Regions from separate parts of the Mus musculus genome. Here region 2 is linked to region 1. A link is a contact called in public promoter capture Hi-C data. All regions are on one chromosome and are shown on one strand. Each heading gives the region's core, a stretch centred on a gene start, on an enhancer-like site or on the middle of the called end of the contact. The rest is flanking DNA. Distances are from core to core; before and after follow the strand shown. Region 1 has its middle 50 kb from the start of 4930534H03Rik. Region 2 holds the start of Snrpf (small nuclear ribonucleoprotein polypeptide F).

What was found. Promoter capture Hi-C pulls out the DNA fragments that hold promoters and counts their contacts.
Region 2: a contact with region 1 is called in a promoter capture Hi-C map of liver, with 4 times the contacts expected there. The contact joins the promoter of Snrpf here to the enhancer-like site in region 1. A contact is called at or near these places in 6 of 39 promoter capture datasets (the C10 cell line, hippocampal neurons, liver and 2 more) and 1 of 115 datasets of contacts at active chromatin or transcription factors (large pre-B cells).

Annotation. Positions count from the first base shown.
Region 1 is chr10:91,268,036-91,272,950 of GRCm38.p6, reverse strand. No RefSeq gene overlaps it. Among named protein-coding and RNA genes, the nearest start is that of 4930534H03Rik, 50 kb to the right of the region's middle. Within about 2 kb of position 2,115, at least 110 of the 459 cell types and tissues checked have an H3K27ac peak or open chromatin away from gene starts, as enhancers often do. A contact at or near this core is called in liver and neutrophils, where this site is marked.
Region 2 is chr10:93,586,599-93,591,513 of GRCm38.p6, reverse strand. It overlaps Snrpf (small nuclear ribonucleoprotein polypeptide F), which reads left to right and starts at 1,856. Exons shown (of 4, transcript NM_027246.1): 1 at 1,856-1,975; 2 at 3,391-3,516. The coding sequence starts at 1,973. It overlaps 4933408J17Rik (RIKEN cDNA 4933408J17 gene), which reads right to left and starts at 2,101. Exons shown (of 4, transcript NR_045810.1): 1 at 1,744-2,101.

The DNA.
Region 1 (4,915 bases), core at 866-3,365:
AATGAGGGACACAATACATATGTGTGTATTATGTATGTATATACAAACATTATGTGTTTATGTATGTATATGTGTGCATATGTATATACAAATATGTGTATATTTATGTATATATGTATATACAAATATATGTATGTGTATATGTATGTACAAATATTTATATGTGTATGTATATGTGTATATACAAATAAATGTGTGTATGTGTATACAAATATGTATATGTATGTATATATATGCATATATACATATATGTATGTGTGCATCTATGTACCTTGGATCTTTGATTGCATCATGGAGCAGCTAAGCAATGCCAGCAGCCCCTCACCTCAAGATTTCCTCTTAAGCAAGAAAAGTCAGCCGCAGTGGTTTAAGCCGGCGTAGGGAGGCTCTGGAAGGCATTCTGAGCTGACATGTCACAATTTCACTGAATTCTCCAAACATGTGAATCTCTATTTCACACACTGGAATGTGAATAAGTTCTCCACAGTCACAGAGCTAGCGGCTAATGCCAGAATTCCCGGCCAGGAACCATTTCAAACCTCAAAGAATTTTCTTCCAGGACCTTCACAGTGTAGCTCCTGACCCAGTAGGGGCATGAATATTCTCTGGGAGCCTGTTAGAGACGCAGAGTCTCTGGCCCTCCTCAGACAGATAGGCTCAGGTTGTACAATAATTTAACAAGACCTATGGTGCTGCCTGTATGTCTCTAGAAGAAAGAATAAGGAACAACCGTTGAAACCTACAGGAAGCAAATTCAACTCAACGAGAATGAGAAATTTGTAAGTGATTCCCCTTTGACGTTCCTTGGGAAGGAAAGAGCCTGGTGGAAAGCAATGAGTGCCCAACAAGGGTCTGTCCTGCACCGACAAATACCCCCGCCCCATCCCGGACTGCTGACGATGCTGTGGGGAAGAACCTTGAGATCTTTCTGCTATTGTGATTTTTCCCATTGGCCTTTCCTGAACCTGAGATTTCACTATGAAAAACATCCCTAGATGTCATTAACGCTGAAACTAGCAAATGAATGACTTTCCGGAGGAACATGCCCTGCATTGCAAGTACAGGTTTTCAGGGTGACTTCAGCAGACAGAGAAAAGTCAGAGATCCTGGGAGGTGTGAAGACGAAGGTCATGATTCTGGGCTCCCTAATGGCCCAGCCGTCTTGAAGCAGAGGAAATGAATCGAGGCTGGGCAGCTGAACCAAGGCAGCAGGCGGTGGGAAAGGGAACCTCAGGTGGCCTGGGGAAGCAAATTCTCACTATTGCCTGCTGATAACCACCTGCCGCTGGGTTTGAGGCTTCCCTCGGCTTTCTCTGTGGCGTCCCTGTCACTGACTGAGCCCCAGGCAAAAGCTGTGAACTCCACACAGACTTTGGAAGCATACACATGTAACCACATTCTCACCCTTTTGAATTTAATTCCACAGTATAATTAAGCACATACACGGCACACGCATGGCTATAATACCAGCTGTCTGTTCAATTTGGAAGTGTGTATTAAACAAATCCAAGCAAGGAGCAACAATCTCGGAGCCTTAGGCCTGGGGGAGGCGCCACACAACCAGCCCCACAAATAAGCATTTTCTGTGACACACTGCCACCAAGTGGCCAGATGCGGGAATGACAGCACAGTGAAGCACTAACGGGACAAGTCAGTTTCTTGGCTGTCCTTGGACCCCTGGCACCTGACAAACGCTCAAAAATTGTTTTTTGAACCAAATTTAATTTAACTGAGTTGGAATTAAGTGAAGTGAATTGATTAAGCATAAAATTAACAGATGTGTGTTGGAACAGTTATTAAGGTTTGTTTGGTAAGCCTTCACAATGTGCTAGCATCATGATCGTCACAGAATGGATAAGTATGGGAGGGGAGGCGGGAGGGAAGGGGGGTTGGAGGAAGGGAGATGAGGATAAAGGGAGGAAGAGAAAAAAAGATAAGTACTGTCACACCGACATGAACTAACATAAACCTATGGTCTTCTTTTCCTTTTTGTTTGTTTGGTTGGTTGGTTGGTTTGTTGTTGTTTTGTTTTGTTTTTGAGACCAGAGCCACCCAGGTGATAGGATCTAAAGGCAGGCACCACTACAGCCCAGCTGTCATGTAACCTCAGGCTGTGGGGCCCCGGAGAGAACAACAGGCACAAGCTCTCCACATCCTTATTTGATTTCAGTCTGAACCTCCCTTTGTTCTGCATTTTTGTGACCTGCCTGGCTTCTTCCTGGTTTTATACAACTTCAGAACATGCCACATGATGTGGAATAAATGCATGATGGTGTGAAATATACTTTACAGTTGACAAACAAATCCATTTTGGATTAACATGAAACGGGGCTGTCATTTTACCGACAGGGAAAGGGAGCCTGAGATGTCAGAGACCTCCCCATATCTCACGTAAAGCCCGTAGGTCTCCTCTCTAGGTCCTGCGGACTTCCTGCCTGCAGGTGGCGCACGGGGGAGCCTCCCTCACCAGGCTCGCTCACCGAAAAAATAGCAGTGGGGCCTCTGCCTTTTACACCAAGTGCCAAGAGGATCCTGCCTGGGGCCTCCAGATGTGGGCGGGGTCTCCTGCTTGCACCAGGTCCCTCCTAGGCACACACACACACACACACACACACACACACACACACACGCTCGCCCACTCTCCCCCACCCCCACGCTTGGCCTTGGCTGTCTCCTCTTCCTGCTAGCTCACAGCACTTCCACCACAGGCCTTCAACCCCATCCGAAGCTATTAAGACCCTTGTCCCTGCATGGTCACCTTGAAAACTACTTACCAGAGAGAAATTTATAGTCTTTTGGTTTTTCAAGGCAGGGTTCCTCAGTGCAGCTCAGCCCTGGCTGCCTTGGAACTCACTCTGTAGACCAAGCTGACCTCAAACTTCGCCTGCCTCTGCCTCTCAAGTGCTAGGACTAAAAGCTGGTGCCACCACCGCCAAGAAATTGATAGTCTTTAAAAAAAAAAAAAAAAAAAAAAAAGTAGCAATTTGGGAGATAGGAAAAACAGTGAGAAATTCTTGTGAAAAATATTTAAATAAGCTCTTCATTTACCATGCTAAGTCCAAAACTAGAAGTAATTGCGATGATGATGGTGTGTGTGTGTGCGTGTGCGTGTGCGTGTGTGTGTGTGTGTGTGTGTGTGTGTGTGTGTGTGTATTCAGATTTTTATATTCGTCTTTTTAGGATTTTTTATTATTTTTAAAATTGTGTGTGTGGGTAGGTGTATGCATGTAAGCGTGCCCACAGAGGCCAGAGGAGTCAGTTTTCCTAGGAGCAGGAGTTACAGATGGCTGTGAACTACCCAAGGTAAGTGCTGGGAATCAAACTCAGGTCCTTGGGAAGAATAATACATATTCTTAACCACTAAGTCATCTCTCCAGCCCTCATCTTGTTTTTGAAAACAATTTGAAATGTCTACCATGCTAACCCTAAAGAGGTCAGGGCTAACCCCCACTGGCCCCTGAGGCAGGAGAAGAAATCTCTCCCCTGGCTGCTTCTCTTGCCTCTTGTACACCTGCCTGACCACTCACTACAACAACTGGTTGTCTCACTAGTCCACAGGTTTTCTAAGATCAAGAATGGTATAAAAGAAAAACCCTACACACAGGCCTCAGAGTTGAGAGAACAATCCAGATGATTCTAGTAGGATAAGGAGATGGCTCAGTCCAAAAAGTGCCTCCTAACTGTGAGAGATTTGAGTTTAATCTCCAGAAACACAAGCCCAAGCTTGCGTTCCCAGCTCTGGAGAGGCAGGGACGAGCTAGATCCAGGCCAGCGAGGGACCCTGTCTCAAAAAACAAAACAAACACAAAACCAAGACTTGTGGCTTATAAGCAACAACACTGTCCTCTAGCAAACACACACACACAGTGGGAGGTGGGTAATGAGCCAGCCTTAAGCTCACAATTCTATCCAAACATAGCACTGGGCCTGATACATTGGGCTGAAAACCAAATCTCTTGATCATATATCATATCATATCATATCATATCATCCTCCCAGATATGAGCCTGTGGTCTATGCCTAGGGCAGGCAAAGACTGGTCCATGTGCCCTGGGAGACTGCCACAGTGACAATGACAAAGGGCCTTCTTTTATAAAGGAGAGAGGGCCACCTATTTATTACTAGCAGAGTCCAAAGACTTTGGTTACCTCTTAAAGCTTCCATCCCATATTATGCTGGTAGAGCCAAATTTCAAGTTAGGAACTTACAAGACCCCTGAGGGCAAGGACAGATTCTGCTTCAAAAAAATTTGCAATTTTTTTTTCAAGGCCTGAGAACTGTTGGATTTTAGAGAGCCCAGTAGATAGCCCCGTGTTCTTCTGAATTCCAAATAAAATGAGAAACAAGACTTAGTGGTCAATGGTGATACAACTACAATAGCAATTATCAATAAATGTTATGGGAACCAAATATTAAATTATTTAATAGCACTGCCTGAGCTTTGCAGAATAGGAATCAGGTACCTGAAGCTTAACCATTTGCCTAAGGTCGTGTACCGAGCGGGACGGGGAGCCAGGATTTGTACTTGGCAATGGTCACTCAAAACCGATTTTCAACACTCCCTCTCAAACACATAGCAAGCAGAAGGGAATAAGGCTTGGCTCTGTGGTCAAAGAGGCTTTCTAAAACACCCTCCCTAAATAAAGACCCGACACCCCACCCTCCACACTGTGACCTTCCCCTGCAAGGTCTGAACAGAACAGAAAGCAGCCGGGAATGTATGTCCTCAGCAGGACTGGATAGTCAATATGCAAAGACCAGAGCAAGAGGAAAATACAGAACCTTGTGTTTAAAATTCAGTAATGATCTCAGACTTGACAAGAACGGAGCATCGTGCCAAGCACAGGGCCCTTCTGAACACAGTGTCCTGTGTCGTGACACACGTCTCACACCCACGAAGTTGCAGAAGAACCCA
Region 2 (4,915 bases), core at 607-3,106, 2.3 Mb before region 1:
ATTTAAATCGTTCTTTAGAGTAGTGGTTCTCAACCTTCCAAATTGCTTGTGACCCTTTAAGACAGTTCCTCATGTTGTGGAGACCCCCAGCCATAAAATTATTTTTGTTGCTCACCCCATAGCTGAAATCTTGCTATTATGAATATCTCATACGCAGTATATCTGATACATGACCCCTGGGAAAGGGCTACTCAACCCCCCTGCCCCCCAGGGGTGGTGACCTACAGGTTGAGATCTGTGCTTTAGAGTCTGTTTTCTAAAGATGATGGGGCTTAGAAGTTGAGGAACTACAGGTCAGAGGACCTGAAACACTGCTTCTTCTGGGTGCTTGGACTTGTAGAAATATTGTAGAAAATTTGAAACTTGTAACTGGTACATCCCCCAGTCTTGTAACTTTGGTTTCTCCCATAACCTGGGAGACAAATATTCTGTCTGTCTTGGTTTTATTACGTATCTCTCCTTGTGCATTTTACTCTTGGTCCTTTGCAGAATACGGAAGACAGCTCAATACAAGGAGAAAAATACTAACATGAATCTGTCTGAGTCTAATTCCCAGTATTTCATCACCTACAGTATTAAATTAGAAGTTGGACTAGGTATCCCCAGGATTGTGAGTTTAAGATTTATAAATTTGTCAATGCTGACTGAATAAGTAGAGCATATTTGAGTGTCAGGAACAGTAATTATTCTTCCATTACCATGGGAAAAAAATCCGAGCTAAGATTTCGGTCTGATCAAAATGTATCTGAGATTAGCAGCATCATTTTTAAAATTTTCTTTATCATGTTTTGTCTGCATGTGCGCATGTGCACCGCGGGAGGGCCTGGCACCCACAGAAGTCAAAAGAGAGAGATGGGTCCCCGGCACATGAAACTTTGGATGGTTGTGAGTCACCACCATGTGGGGATGGGATTCGAACCCAGGTCTTTTCACGTGCGAAAAGCGCTCTTCTCCATTGAGCCAACACCCCCAGAATGTGTTGGCATACTTTAATAATATAAACGACAGTCTTTAGGCTTAGGCCTGGGCCAATCTCGAATCTCGAGTTATTTGGGGAATCCATGCCAAAAAAACAAAACAAACAAACAAACAAAAAACCGTTCAGGTTCATATAGGGTTAGATCTCCCGAAAAAGAAAAAAGTACTCTTTTTACACGGGTTTCATATCACAGGTGAAGCGATACTGAAATGTTGAGATTATGGGGAAATTAAACGGGGTTCTGATCGATAACTTTCCATCAGAGCGATTAACCTGTGGTAGCGTCAATAATTCCCCACATCCTATTCACAAACACACGTAAACGGACCTCCTTTGGCCTCTGGTTCTGGGAATGCTTAGACATCAGAACGACAAGAGGCCACCACATTATCCGAGACTTAACTTGACCTGGTTTCAACTGTTGTAAAGCCCCACTTGAGTGCTTTTCACTAGCACTCACGTAGTCTTGCTACCCCAGCTTCCTTTAAAAACCCGCAAGTGGACGGACATTCTGTAATAAAGAACAGTCCCATAAAAGGGGGGCCGTGCCAGAGGTGTTCCCCAAGTGCTGGATCTATGGGAGGATGACCTCCAGAACCCGATCTCGTTCTTTCAGCTGAAGGACAGACTAAACCTTCTTTAGCTAAAGAAACCAAGTCCGTTCGCCAGGGCACTTAGCTTCCCCTTGTCCCGAAGCAAAGACATTGGGGTCGCTCAATCGTTCCCACTTCGAACTTGAGCAGTGGACACAAACACACGCTTACCTGGTTGCTAGGAAACAGTACCGCCATCCCCTCCAATCAGTAAACACGTCTTTGGTGGCCAATCACAGAAGCCGAGACAACGCGGCGTGAGGTGAAAGGTCAGGCCGCTTTTGTCGGCCATTTCTCTTAGCGCGGGTCGCTTGGTTGTAGCGGCAGCCGCTCCGGTCACGAGGGGCGGGCAGCGGCGGAGTCGGCGGCTAGCGGGGTGCAGCGCTCGCCGGTGGTCGCGATGGTAAGGACGATGAGCGCCGCGGGGGCTGGAGGACGGGCGGCCTCGCGGGGCCCGCCGCCCCCTGCGCCTCCCATTCATCCCCACGAGGCGCCGCGCGGCTGGCCGCTCGCTCCTGCTCCCGACGTCGGAGGCCTTGGCGGCGCGCGCGCGGAAGCCCTTCCCCTCCCCGAGATCCCCAGCCACCTTTCCGCGTGTTGTTTGTCCCGGAGCCTGAGGTGTAGCCTAGTTTGGGCTCACAGGGTAGGGGTAAACCGAAGCGAGTTTTCCATTTCTACCTAGCACGCTCCGCAGTGCGCCATTTATTCCTTGCTGTTGACAATTTTAGCAGATTGTCCTCTGGCGCAGAAAACCCCGGCTACCCTTCCACTCATTTAATACTGATCTTAGGCGCCAGGAAGATGGGGTGGTAAGGTAGACTCTGCGTTTTCTTAGGAGTGGGAGGTAGGCAGCCGTCAAATAATAACAACAAAATAAGCAATTACAAGTAGCGGTGATTGTTAAGCAGGGAGCTGATAGGATGCTCTGAGAGGTGCACTGCCTAGTTATAACGCAGTGGAGGAGCGCTCTTCTCCAGAAGGTGTCAAATAACCAGACATCCAGGTCACAGAGCAGGTGGAAGAGTATTTCTTGCGCGAGTTCCAAGTAGAAAGTAGGTTTGACCAGTTGGAATTGACAAGAATTGACCGCTGCTTGCAAGAATGATGGTTTTAAAATACAGCCTGGGACCTTAACGCCTCCTAGGAAATATGAGGCTCTGTCAAGTGCAGTTAGAGACCATTGGAGCATTCTTTTAAGTCACAATAGTACATGACTTGATAAGTGGTTTGTGGATGATAAATTATAGGCAGCGTAAATTGGCTACTCATTTAGACCCTGTGCTCTCCAAGATTCTTTGGGATGGTGTGTGAGTGGAATGGAGTATGGGGGTGGTTATGAATTTAAAGGGAATAATACTTCTTGATTTAGCATTAAGAGGCCCTCTCACTGACGATATTGAGCTTTTTTTTTTTTTTTAATGTCTGCAGAGACCACCCTGTACCTTTATTTTGATTCCTTTAGAGCTTGGATAATGTAGGTATTTGGGGCTTTTGTCCATTCGGCAGTGCTCAAAATGGAACTAGTGACCTAAGTATCCTAGGGCAGTGCCCTGTCATTGTGTTACACACTTGCCCCACTCCCATCTGTCATTCGACATTTAATTGCATAATTCATATTTTCGTTTCTGTCAGTGGACTATGAAGTTGGCTAAATGGGTACTTAAATTTCTCTCAGACACCCTCCAGCAAATTATAAAGTGATGGTGGATCGGAGTTTACCCTGTGTCATAAAGTCTTGACTGGTGTCTCAGTAGAGAGTGGGTGGTGGAAGCTGAGGTAAGCAAAAATTATTGAGTGCTGCCTTTGGTTTTTATACAGAGTCTACCCCTCAACCCCAAGCCCTTTCTCAATGGGCTGACAGGGAAGCCAGTGATGGTGAAACTTAAGTGGGGCATGGAGTACAAGGGCTACCTGGTCTCCGTGGATGGCTACATGAACATGCAGGTATGCTGAGGAGGAGGAGCATGGGTGAGGAGCAGGAAACCAGGTTTCTACTGTGTCACCTTACTCCTCAAAGGTTTACTGAGACTGGTGGGAATGCGCACAGATTGACAATAGAAAGTGGAGTCGAGATTAAAGTATGAACCAGGGAGGAGGTTGAACCATGATGTTCTTAGGAGTACTTACACCAGAACACAGAGCTTTGACATTTGGTCTCTAAAGCAGAAGGGAAAACTAGTTTATTACAGAAAACAATGATTCAGCCTGTCTTTTTCTAAGACGTGTCTGTATAGGCGATTAGCACTATGATGCAGTGGCATTAGTACTCAAATGGAACTCTGTACCCATTAAATAGTTCTGTTACCACCTGTAATCCACCTGTAATCCAGCCCTATGATTAAGAGTGGGACTGTCTCTCATGTAAGTGGAATGTATTATAAATTCAGCTAACTTCAGATCAAAAATTCTTAAGAGAAATTATATCTTATGTTCGAGGTACACAGTCCTTTTGCTTTCTCCACTGTACTAGGCTATGATCAGTCTAGAAATTAGAAGGACATTAGGTTCTATGCAGATGCTCAGCTATTTGAAACAAGGAGCTCCAACACCCTTGGTCCTAGAGGCCCTGGAACAAAGCCCCATAAATGCCCTGGGGTAGGCTTTTTGTCCTTTTGTCTGGTTTGATTATAGCTTCAGGATTCATTGATAGAAGTTACTGCTTTTCAGGACTGAATAATATCCCGTTATATAGCTATAACGCATTTTTACAGTCTATTATGTTTGTTTGGTTTTTTTAAAACATTATTTTATGTGAGTACACTGTCACTTTCTTAAGACACACCAGAAGAGGGAATTGGATTCCATTACAAATAGTTGTGAGCTACCGTGTGGTTGCTGGGAATTGAACACAGGGTCTCTGGAAGAACAGTCACTCTTAACTGCTGAGCCATCTCTCCAGCCCCATCTGTCCAGTTTCTTGTAGGGATCAAGCCCAGACCTCTGTACATGCTGACCAGCAGTCTGCCACTAAGCTACATTCTCAACCTGTTCATTCATTTTGATTTCTAGTTTTTAATTTTATTTTATGGATGTCTTGTCAGTGTACTATGTATATGCCTGCTGCCCATCAAAGTCAGACAAGGGCATCCGTCAGCACTCTAGAACTGCAGTTATGGATGCCGTGGGCACCATGCGGATGCTGGGAATTGAACCCAGGTCTTCTGGAAAAGCTGCCAGTGCTCTTAACCTCTGGCCAACTCTCCAGCCTCAAACAAGCATTTTTCCAAGTCTACTTTTAACTCTTTGGAGTATATACACAAGTCGGATTACTGGTTCGTTGTTTTTGAGTAGATGTCATATTGTTTTTCATAGCAGCTGTGTGGTTTTGATTCCTTCAGATGGT